2 separate regions of the Sus scrofa genome follow, and region 1 is linked to region 2. Evidence: chromatin contacts called from public Hi-C data. All regions are on one chromosome and are shown on one strand. Each heading gives the region's core, a stretch centred on a gene start, on an enhancer-like site or on the middle of the called end of the contact. The rest is flanking DNA. Distances are from core to core; before and after follow the strand shown. Region 1 overlaps PLCL1 (inactive phospholipase C-like protein 1). Region 2 holds the start of RFTN2 (raftlin-2).

The links. Hi-C and Micro-C count contacts between places; a contact is called where the count stands out from the background.
Region 1: a Hi-C map of fetal skeletal muscle shows a contact between it and region 2, with 5 times the contacts expected there. The contact joins the enhancer-like site here to the promoter of RFTN2 in region 2. A contact is called at or near these places in 1 of 47 Hi-C or Micro-C datasets (fetal skeletal muscle) and 2 of 2 datasets of contacts at active chromatin or transcription factors (alveolar macrophages and skeletal muscle).

Annotation. Positions count from the first base shown.
Region 1 is chr15:102,068,082-102,074,043 of Sscrofa11.1, forward strand. It overlaps PLCL1 (inactive phospholipase C-like protein 1), which reads left to right. Exons shown (of 9, transcript XR_002339304.1): 6 at 1,394-1,463. Among named protein-coding and RNA genes, the nearest start is that of PLCL1, 450 kb to the left of the region's middle. Within about 2 kb of position 1,355, at least 8 of the 83 cell types and tissues checked have an H3K27ac peak or open chromatin away from gene starts, as enhancers often do. A contact at or near this core is called in fetal skeletal muscle, where this site is marked.
Region 2 is chr15:101,496,339-101,502,416 of Sscrofa11.1, forward strand. It overlaps RFTN2 (raftlin-2), which reads right to left and starts at 4,588. Exons shown (of 9, transcript XM_021075725.1): 1 at 3,826-4,588. The coding sequence starts at 3,964.

The DNA of each region.
Region 1 (5,962 bases), core at 105-2,604, 570 kb after region 2:
TTTTTAGATTCCAAATCTAAAAGTGATATCATACAGCATTTGTCTTCCTATGTCTGACTTATTTTACTAAATATAATACCCTCTAAGTACATCCACCTTGTTGCAAATGGCAGAATATTATTCTTTTTATGGCTGCATAGTACTCCAGTGTGGCATGGTATGTGTGTGTATCTGTCTCACATTTTCTTTATCCATTCATCTGTTGAAGGAGATTAGGTTGCTTAATCTTAAACTTAGGTTGCTCCCACATCTTGCCTATTGTAAATAATGCTATGAATCCTGGGCTGCATGTATATTTTTGGATTAGTGTTTCTCTTTTCTTTGGATATATTCCAGGAGTGGAATTGCCAGATCATATGGTAGTTCTATTTTTAGTGTTTTGAGGAACCTCCATACTGTTTTCCATAGTGGATGCACCAATTTATATTCAAATTGTGGCTTTTTTAATCTGCTGTACTTCTTCCTTTACATGAATTGTTCTGAGACAAAGTAATTCATAAGACTTTGCATGAGACTGAGTAATTGGCTGTGTTTTTATGAGGCCAGAGCCAGCTTGGTCACCCATTCCCTTGTATTTGCTTCTTCCTTCCCTGCCTCATCCTCTTTCCTCTCATTCTTGCTTATCTGGATTTTACTCTCAAAGAAAGTGCCAGCCATCAGCTTTTGCCTCAGTTCCGTTACGCATTCTGGGGAACATAGCGCAAGTCATATACTGTGTATTTTGCTTTTTTACCTTTGTTTATTGTCTATCTCCCATCCTAGTATGTAAGCTCCTTGGAGCAGGTGTGTGTGTGTACGTGCATGCGCACGGGCACGAACCTGTATTTCATTGAGAGTTATATCCTTAGAGCCTAGAACAGTGCCTGGCTTATTGAAGATACTCAGTAAATATTGAAAAAATGGCTATTTGTTTGAGTATTGGTTATCTAGAACTCAAGTCTCCATGAAGGCAGGGACATTGTGGTCTCAACATTGTTGCCGCAGCTCCTACAACAGTGAGTAGCAACTACTAGCTCTCAGTCAATATTTTTATATGACTACATGAAAGAAACGGGGAGAAAGCAATGCATAGAATGTTGCTGGGGGAAGCATAGCCATTGCAAACTAGGAACACATCTATGGACTTTCCCAGAAAGGTCTGGGAACCAGGACAACTCAGAGGGGTCCACACAAGATCATCACACTTGAAAGGTAGGTGGCAGTTCCATAGAGACCTTCATGGGAACTTTGGAATGATCTTACACAAACATTGAAAAATTGAATTTTAATAGCCTGTGGAGAAAGAGGACCCAGATGTAGCCCCTGTGGCCCAAGACTCCTTCAAGTGCCACGGCCCACGGGGCTGTTCAGGCTGTTCTGTCCATCATGCCCTTGGTGTGCTTGTGTCTTGCAGGAATATGTGTCCCTAAGTGCATTACTTGGACCTTACCCCCCCTGCTTTGGCTGCTGGGAGTTTCCCCATGGTGAGTTTGGGGGGTGTTCGTTTTGCACGAGGATTTGTTTCTATCTTTTCCACCCACTCAACGTTTTCTTTAGAGTCGAGAGCCTGTATTGCCAGATACTGTCAGGCTTTTGCACTATGTCAGTCAAGGCACCGACAGAAAACAGGGCACCCTCCAACAGAGATCATTCAAGCCAGCAGCTGTTGGCAGAGCTGGGAGGGCAGGGGGCCTGTGGCGCCCAGCCCAGTTCTCCCCTGACAGCTGCGGCGCCTTGGGCAGAGCACAAAGGGAGACCCACGAGTCACAAATACAAACATTTCAGTTACAGCTTAAGCTAACACACGTGGAATAAAACTGTTCTTTCCTCCTACTTTACCAATGCGGTACTTGGGTAGTGACACAGAAGGCCGGGTCTGCATCCAGCATCATGGCATTCTTCCAACCGTGCTGCTAGAACAGGGTCGAGAGGGACAGCTAGCCTCTGTCCCCTCCCCCTCTTCACCTCTCCCAGGTCAGTGTGTGCAGCAAAGCCCTTTCTTTGCCAGCTCACGTGCAGATACCCTCGCCATGTATCCAAGCTGTGTTCCCAGTCGAACAAAGAGCTGCTCTTTGGCCACTCTGAGATCTAGGGGTGGGCACACCAGAATCACAGCACCCCAGCCACCCTGAGACAGAACTGGGTCTGCATGGAAAGAAGACCTACATAGACCTTGGAAGTGGGCTTGGGTCTCTTTAGGTAGGGAATTCTGGGTCTGAGTCCACAGCATGTTCTATAAATAGGCAGTTCAATAAAAGTGGGTGGGGGCCCCACTTGCCTGAATCTGCCAGCAGCAGAGCTGGACCAACTCTAGGTGGGGGGAGGTGGGAGGTTTGCAGACTGTGCTGGCTTGGAGCAGGAGCAGCGTTTTTCTGGAGATAAAGTCATCTGCAGGTAACCTTACAGGGAGGGAGCAGAGGGCCACAGCTTCCCTCTGATACCAGAGCAACCCCTCTGGCTACCCCCAGGGGGCTGGAGAGTCATGATGGTGGAGCTCCCAGGATAGAAGGGCGCAGAGCGAATCTGAGGGCAGAGCCAAGGTAGCGGGGGAAGGTGACATGGGTGGACAATGCAGACCACCTCCTCCCACCCTTGTCCACAGGAGTTGCTGTGGCAGGCCCATAGCTGAACATCACCTGGGCCTCAGGGAACGTCCTCAGGGAAGCCTGGGATCCGCCTACCCTTGACCTCATGCTTTTCTAGAGTTGAGCGCTTGAAGCTCCTGGAAAGCGGAAAGAGGCACTAAGGGCATTAGCTACAGTATTAATGGATGCTGTCATCTGGTGAAGCCCTTGAAAGAGTCTTTCACAGGGCATTGTTGAAAATCACTTCATTTTATGAACTCTCATTATTATTAAGAACACCCTGCTAATTAACACGAATAATCACCACACCCACTGATGTTTATTGTGTACTTGTTTTGTGTAAGGCATGTGTCAAGTCCAGTCATGACCTGTGCCCTGAGGAGCTTGGGGCCTAAGCAGAGACTTGGATTCTGAGTTTTCCATTCTCTGAATCTCTCCCCTTTCTCTCTTTCCTGCAACCCCCATCTTCTTGCTTCCTCTAGGCTGTAAGTAAGACAGAGTCAGAACCAAGGGAAGCTTCTCTGTGTGAGAGAGGTCAACAGCGAGAGAAGAGAAGGGAGGTTTTTTTTAAAAACCATTGTGTGAGGAGTTCCCGTTGTGGCACAGTGGTTAATGAATCTGACTAGGAACCATGAGGTTGCGCGTTCGATCCCTGGCCTTGCTAAGTGGGTTAAGGATCCGTCGTTGCCATGAGCTGTGGTGTAGGTTGCAGACACGGCTTGGATCCCGCGTTGCTGTGGCTGTGGTGTAGGCCAGCGGCTATGGCTCCCATTAGACCCCTAGCCTGGGAACCTCCATATGCTGCAGGAAGCGGCCCTAGAAAAGACAACAAAACAAAACAAAACAAATAAAAGCATTGTGTGAGGTAGCTCATGATGCAGTACCTAGTGAAGCAAATGGTGTTCTGGGGGGAGGGGGAGCAACTAGAGGAGGAGGGGAGAAAGAAGGGGGGAGAGGAAGAAGAACAGGTAATAAAAGGAGGCTGAGGGAGTAAACATAAAACAGGTAGAGAACTAAGGAAAGTTCCTCTTTCACACATGCCTTCATTTCTTGAGTCCACTTTTCCTTGTTTGTTCAGAAACCATGTGTGTTACTGAGCTCCTGCTCTGTGTGTCTGAGGTCTCTGATGTGCACGAATGCTTTCAGAGTCTCCCACGTTGCTGATTCCTGGTGTCTGTACAATTGTTTTGTAGGCAGAAACAATCCTATTTTTTTAGGACTAAGGTGAGGAGAGTAATGCAAGGCACTCACCTTGGGCACCAAAAATTTCAGTAACTAAGACAAATAATATTTTAATGTAGTAGTTTAAGAGAGTCAAAAATCAATGTAAAAAGTTGAGCAAATTCTCAAAAATCAATCAGAATCAGTATCTTAGGGCTAAAACAACAGAACAGTTTTGTTGCTATCAATAGCGATTATAGTTTCCTCATAATCAAGGCCAAAGGGAAGGGGTGTAGGGAAGGACTCCAGCCAGGGCAGCCGTAATTATTCATTATGTGTCGTTAGGTTGTGCACACTCTGTTGGAGCATCTACTCTGAGCGCGCTGTTAGGAATGATTCTTCGGTAGGTTCATGCTGCCATCTAGTGGCCATATGTGATATAAGCCAGCCTCACTGCCAGAGGCTCTTTTGGAGGGAAATACAATTAAATTCGAAAAGAAAAAGGGCAAAGAGATAGAAAAATATCAGGAATTCTCCAGATCAAGAAGTTTTTGGAGTTGTGCTCAAGTTCAACCCATTGTTTGGTATCTGTTTTTTTTTTCCCTTTATTAAATACAAATTGAGTTCCTTCCATGTTAAGAAGTGGGCTGGAGGCTGGGTATGAAATGATGAAAAAGTGGCAGAGTATTTGTCCTGGGAGAGCTCTTTCAGAGAGTCTGAGTAGGAAGGGATTGTACAATTCACCTACTAAACACAAAACAAAAAGAAGCCTGGAGAGAGTTGTAGAGATTGCGTGATTTGTCAAAAGTAATATAACTGGTTAGTAGAGCCACAGTTCTAATTGAGTTGGGTGCTCTTTCCATGGTATGCTGTTTCCACTCTCGCCTCAGAGAAGACTTGTTCTCCAGATCCTGAAACAAGCATTTAACTTTTTTTTTTTTTGGTCTTTTTAGGGCCACAACCGTGGCATATGGAAGTTCAAGCTCGGCTTACAGTCTTTGTGGGATGAGTAATTGGAGCACATTTTAGGAATGGATTAGGGAAGGAAGGAAGTCAGCTGAGTTTCTGCCCACAGTAACTGCGGCTGAACTTAAATCAATCAGTTCTGCTTAGAAACACGCTCCATGAATACCCCACGGTCAAGGCAATATAAAATTTACGACTCCTGTTTCTAGTTTATTTAACTCAGACTAGAAAAGGCGAAGCAATAACTTACCACTCATCCATGTGCCAACAGCTGTCTCATTCTCTTCTTTTGTTTCCGAGCAGCTCCTACTTCCATTCTCAAAAGGACCTAACTTCAGGGGGTCACTACTAGTCCATCTCTTAATCTCCTGAAAATAACTTCATTTTTCATGACATAAGGCATTGAATGTTCACTAACAACACTTATTTTATTGGTGCTTTTTGCTCAAGATAAAATAATAAACTCTGATAAAGCAAAAAAAAAAAAAAAGGCTGTTTAAGAGCTAAGTTGCATACGTGTTTAATAGATCATGCCTTCAATTTTACCATGAAAATTTTCAAACATGCTCACGCACAGTTTGCAGTGAACCCCAATATATCCATCACCCAATTTACCAACATTAGCATCACTCATTTAGCTAGACTCTGCCCTGTTTAGTTTATCTTCCTTCCTTCCTTTTTTATTTCTGAAAAATTTAAACATATCCCAGACATTTCACTCTTAATACTTTACTAGGAATTCCTTAAAAATACAGGGTTTTTCTTACCACAATGCCATTATCATACCTAATACAGTAAATAATAATACCTGGGTACCATCCAAAATTCAGTCCATCATTAAATGTCCTCAAATGTTTCAAAACCATTTTTTTCTACTGTTTTTTCAAAACTTGATTCAAACAAGGTCCAAGCATCATATGTGATTGTTCTGTCTTTTAAGTCTCTTTCAGTCTGGACAGTCCTCTCTTGCCCTCCCTCCGCACCCATCAGCTCCCCTCTCCCCACCTGACTTACTGTAAAAAACCAGGCCAGGCGTGCTGAAGACTGAAGTCCCCTCCCTAGATTTGTCCTTTTCCTTCCATGTTGTGTCTTATAGTTTGTCCCATTATCCACCATGATTCCTGTGAAGGGATGTAAGTTCTAGAGGTTTGGTTACATTTGGGTTCTATTTTTCCTTCTCCCCTCTCCCTCTCTCTCTCTCTCTCTTTTTTTTTTTTTTTTTTTTTTTTTTAATGTCTACATCCAGCATATGGAAGTTCCTGGGCAAAGGA
Region 2 (6,078 bases), core at 3,338-5,837:
CCAAAATATCTCACCATTCAAACATGACAGAATTCCTTATATAGTTTTTTCACCTGATAGGAATTTGGGCTAGGTACCATGACAGGGTTTATATTGATGCTTGAGTAAATTTAGTCATTTTTATTATTAATTTCTTTTTACGCAGCATTTTAGATTTGAAAATATTTTGACTGCTTGAGGAAATACACCAAAACTTATTAGATTCAGACAGATATAGAAAATTTAGGTGACTGACCTACCTTTCTCCTTTCCTCCCTCCCCACCTCCCTCCTTTCTTTCCTTCGCCCCCTCATTTCTGATCCTTTATTCATCTCCTATTGATTTTTATTTATTTAATTTTTTGTTTCTTTTGCTTTTTAGGGCCGCACCTATAGCATATGGAAGTTCCCAGGCTAGGGGCCTAATCAGAGATACAGATGCCCGCCTATGCCACAGCCAGAGCCACGTCTGTAACCTACACCACAGCTCATGGTAATGCCGGACCCTTAACTCACTGAACAAGGCCAGGGGTTGAACCTGTGTCCTCATGGATGCCAGTCAGATTTGTTTCCCCTGAGCCACAACAGGAACTCCTTGTACTGTAATCTTTCATTCATTAATTCACCACAACTTACTGGCCATTGGTCATGTGCCAAACACTGTGCAAACACAACTATGCAAAGGTAGACGTGGCATAGTTTCTGACCTTGAGGAGTTCACAATATTTTCCAGTTTGACCAGTTAGAATAAAAGATACTAGAGGGCAGAAACCATGTTTTATTATCTTTTGTATTTTTCACTATATATCAGCATCTTCTACAGAATACATACATCGATGTATTTATTACGGTAATAGTGATAATAAAAGACAATAAGAGTTTTTTGTCCTAATAGTAGGAAAGCAAGCTAGGGGCCAGAAAAATTTTACTCAATATGTTTTACATTATTCTATTAGAAAGTCAAATAAGGAAGCTACCATCTGTCCTTCTCTTCGGTTTTTAATATTACAGAAATTTCTTCTTAATCATAAAGATATACATGCTCTGAAAATCCTGAGGGCTATGGTTATTTAGATTGTTTTCTGGGATTGTACAAAAAGGTGAACCAAACTTTCTGGATCATTTGAAGAGTTAATTTAATTTTCACTAAAGAAGTTCTATAACATGCACATATATATATACTCACACACATCATATATATATATATAAAACTATACAATAATCCAGAAAATTTATCATAAAAATTGCGCTGAAATCTCACTAGTGTGGTTGGTAGACCCTGCATAAAGCCAGAATGGTTAGTAATTAACTTTTAATAAGTGCTTACTGAGTGCCAGGGACTTTTGGAAAAAGATTATCTTGTATTATCTCCTTTAATACTTAAAACAACGCTGTTATGTAAATGCCATCAGAACTCCCATTTTACAGCTGTGGAAACTAAGGAAGAGCAAAGTCTATAAACTTGCCAAGTTAGTGAGTACAAACTGAGGAACTTGACTCCAGAACTTATGTGTTCAATGATTAATTATTATTTCTCCCACAGAGATATATAAAAAATGGCTCAAAGTCTTCCCCTCCACCTCCCAAAAAAGTGTGGGAAAGGCACACACACACAGAAAGAGAAAGAGAGAGGGAGGGAGGGAATGGAATTGAATGGAAAATAAATAATTGTTGAAGATAATTATAGCCACCATAACACAGGGCCCTGGAAATTCTAAATGGTCTCCTCTTGCCCCACTGGGACTTGACTCTCTGTCCCATGTCCTCTGTTTAGAAAAACAGAGGAAAACGAGGTGTCACTAGCCCATTTTGCTTCCTGAAAGGTTGTTCCCTGCACGTGGTCTCTGAGAGGAAGGAGGTGCCACTATTGAGTACTCTTCATGGTAACCCCAGGGCAGAAGGGCCAGCGTTCAGTGAAGACGGCTGGCATGTTTTAACCCCGTGGACTCATTTCTCTACACACTGGAGGAGTAGGTGGGAGTCAGAGACAAAGAGGAAGTTGGTTTGTGAAGCTGGGCGGACAGAGTCTTGGCTTTTGAGGCAAAGGCAAAAACAAAAACAAAACAAAAAACATGTGGAAGAATTGGAGAGAAAAAAGGGGCACCAGGAGACTTGGCGCCAGGACCAAATAGAATCCAGGTGCAACTTTAAAATGTGTGCCTGCTTTCTGTGTTCACATTTGCAAGCTATGCCCATATTTATACTTTATAGTGTAATATTCTAGCTCCTAGAATGGAAGGTTGAAATTTCACTCCTTTCACAGACAGAAGGGCTTCTGATAATAACAAAACTGAAATGACTTCAAGGATTGCTGATTCAAAAATGGCTGCATTTATACAAATTTGAGATTGCTAATACTGTTTGGAGGAAATAAATTTAAAAAAAATCAAATTACTTTAAAACCTATAGGGACGGTGAGTAAATGAGAGCAAAATGGCTCTGGCATAAACTTTATGAACAGACAAGGTTTTGAGGGAAAGGAAAGTATGTTTGTGTCCTGTGGATTTATAGAAACTTGTCCTAAAAAATAATTTACAAGGATCAATGGAGAAAACATAGCACCATATCACAAATATTTTCTCAAATGATGGTTTTTGAAAAAGTATAAAAAATTCATTTGAGTGGCTGCTTCTCTGATCATCACCATTATCTTAATCTACTTTTAAATTTCATAATTAAAAAGAAAATTAGGAATATTTATATTTTTCCCATTTGTAGACTTAGCCTTAGAAAAAAATGGAAATGTGAATGTTTTAAAAGTATATGTACAGACTGTGTATGTCTCTGGAAGGAAGTTTCCTTGCTGGCTAGCTCAGTTTTTGACAAAGAAAAATGGGCTGCTCTTGCACAAAGATGCACTGTTCATAGAGCAACCAAAAAATAGAGAATTTGTGTTTAAGTTGAAAAGAAATTAACATAATATCCAGTATGATAATTTACTTAGTATAAGCCTTCTATTAACTGATAAAATTTGTGGCTTATTAGAATTAAAAGTATAACTTCGTAATAAGAGCTTAAGATACTGACATCTGGAAATTCTAACAGCAAGCAAGACACTCGAAATTTCATTCTTAGTATCCTGTAATTAAAGACATAGTTCTGCTCTTTTAAAAAAATGCAGTTTTATCATTGTGGTTGTACAGAACTCTGAAGTTTCCCAAAGAAGTGAGGCAAAGTATTTGTGAAGTAGAGCTGCCTCTGTTCCTTGCACAGGGCTGCCATCTGGGCTTGTTTATTTGTGTTTCCAACTTTCTGGAACAGGGAGTTTCTCTGTTAGGCACCAAGCAAAGGAAGTGTCTTACAGAAGACTATTTTTTCCCCCCTTTTTTCTTTTTTACTGTATTTTCAAACTTCAAGTTTAGTTTGGTCAAAAATATCAAGTGACTAGCACAATCAGAACATTTAACCATAGCTGGAAACCTCGGAATTGTCTTAGCAAACACTCGTCTACATGATGCAAGTAATATTTCTTGTATGCTACCTTCTTGTGCCTTGCAGATCTTTTTTCAAAACACAGACTGTCATTAAGGGTATAGCTGTTTGGCTTGGAAATCAAATCTTTTTCATATATCCTTCTACAAATAAGCACTTGATTTAAAAATGAAAGACATATTTCCAAGAACTTTTTCTAATTTTATAAAGTACATAAGAACCAAATTTACAAAAAAACAAAGCAAACAAAACAAAAATCTTTCAGAGTGGAAGAAACAAAGCATTACTGTTAGATTGACTGTACAATCTGATTATGAAGGGCAGTTTAAAAATTCACGAACCAATACTTAAAAAAACCAGTAGTCCCTTATCTTTGAAATCTTTCATTAAACAAATAAAAAGAAGCAAAAAGTACCTTGTAAAGTAAAATCCAGCAATACATATTCGTAAGCAAATTCTGCCTTTGTTTCCACTTGCGGTCTCTTCAGGGTAGAAAATATTTTTCCAGGGCTGCTATCATCAGGGTCTTCTAGCTTTCTAAGTCCGCACCCCATGGCAAAATCTGTAAGGAATTAAATTGCAGGATAGGGGAGGGAGAGCAGCAAATTCTGTTGTTTAAGCTGCAAAAAGAAAGTTACAGACTTAACTGCTTTGATTTTTTCAGCTAAATCATAGATATTCAAAAAGAAAACATTTGAGTCCAAAGAAAGGAGCAGAAGACTTCTATCCATTTTTCTGTAAAGTCGTTGAACCCATGATGATTAAGCTACAGCTCCGGGAGGCTGGGCTTGCTCTTAGGAGAAACATGCAAGCTGCTACAACTTAGCGAAGAATTTCCATGCCACGTCAATTTACAGCCAGCCCCCTACCAGAGTTCTGTCGCTCAGGGCACCAACAGTGCTTTGTCTATCCCAGTTGGCTGGATGATAAAGGAGGTGTCCAAAAACGGAAATAAAAAGACAAAAGTGCAAATTAGATGGAATTATCTACAAGTAGAGGATATATTCAGACATAGTGGCATGCAATTCTTTTTCTGTTTTCTCTTTTCCCTTTTTCCTGTGCCCACCCCTCCTTCTTCCTAGTTACTACCAAGCAAGAAGGGAGAGAGAGAGACAGACAGACAGAGAGAGAGACAGAGGGAGACACAGACAGAGAGAGAGAGAGAGAGAGGGGTTGGGGGGGGGGGAGAGAGAGAGAAATAGAGGGAGAGAGAAATGGATTCTCAACATGGTTGGAAACAAAAATCATTTCCAGAAAGGAAGTCAGCTTTATGAGAAAACTGTTTCTGGAGTCTAAAAGGAGACACGTTAAAGTTAAAAAAAACAACAACCCACTTTTAGTTTTTAGATAGCTCTCTTCAGGATTTCTTTCCACATGAAGTTTCGTTTTTGCTGGAAAAATCATATGCTAGTTAAAACTGCCACATATAAAAGTTTGTATGAAATATTATAATAAAAGACTTCATTTAATCACAAAGGAGAGAGAGAGTAATGTGGGGTAATTAGTTTCCCTAAACTTCTTTAAGTTTAAAATACTATTAGAAGGTTTATGATAATAACTAATAAACACTTCCACAAGTCCCAGAGCATCCTTAATTAAAAGAAAACAACAACAAAAGTGACAATTTGATTCATTCAGTCTTAGAAATTGCCATTTACCTGAAGTCAAGAACAATTTATAATTGTAATGGGTATTTACTGCAATGGGTACTTTACTATTTACAGGTCAGGTAGAATGGTGCACTCATCAAAACTGGGAGCCCTGGAATCAGACTTCCTGGATTCAAATCCTGCCTCTAGTGCCAACTAGAGACGTGATATTGGGCAAGTTACTGGACCTCTTCAAGTTTCAGTTTCCTCCCCTATAAAATGGAGCTAATAATAGTACTTACTTCATAAGCGTGTTATGAAGGTCGAATGAGATAATCTTATCTCATATCTTAACAGTACGCCTGGTGAATACCATTAATTTGTTAATGTGCTAACATTATAAAACAGAGTTGAGAGTAGTAATAAAAAGGAAATGGTTCTGCCACCATTCCTGTTATTCACAAAATAAACCTTGATCACATTTCAGATTTTTAAACACAAGCCTGAAGAGATATTTTGGTTATATAGACGAGGTCACATGAGAACTCTCAAAGGGGGGTAGATTATTTAGTCTGTAGATTGATGTGACCGCTTGTCCCTTCCTTCTGCTTACTCGTCTCGAAATAGTTTACTTTTTAGAAATATTTTTAACAGAGGAAAATTTCATAGTCTCAAGGATGAGTGTGGTTGGTGGTAAGGAATTTTTGGGTAAATTTGGCTAAAAAGACAGCAGACGCTAACCTCGTGTGACTCATTTGACTATTCCTAGTGCTTTCATGGCTGTCATTTTTCATGTCCTCTTTTGTAAGATGGGCTGTGAGCTCCTGGATGGCAGTAGTAGAATATCTGAAGTTCACTTGTCCCTGTTGCCGTGCCTGGGAGATTATTTATTAAGTACTCATTATACTTAATAACTGCCTGCTATATTGGAGGCACAATATTAGATGCTGTCTGGGTACACAAGCTGACTAAACATGGCCTCTGCCCTAAAGACACTTAAGGCTTAAGGTGGAAGACATAAACAGATAATTTCAATTTGATTTGGTAGCTGCTAATATGGAAGTAAGCATAGGATATTA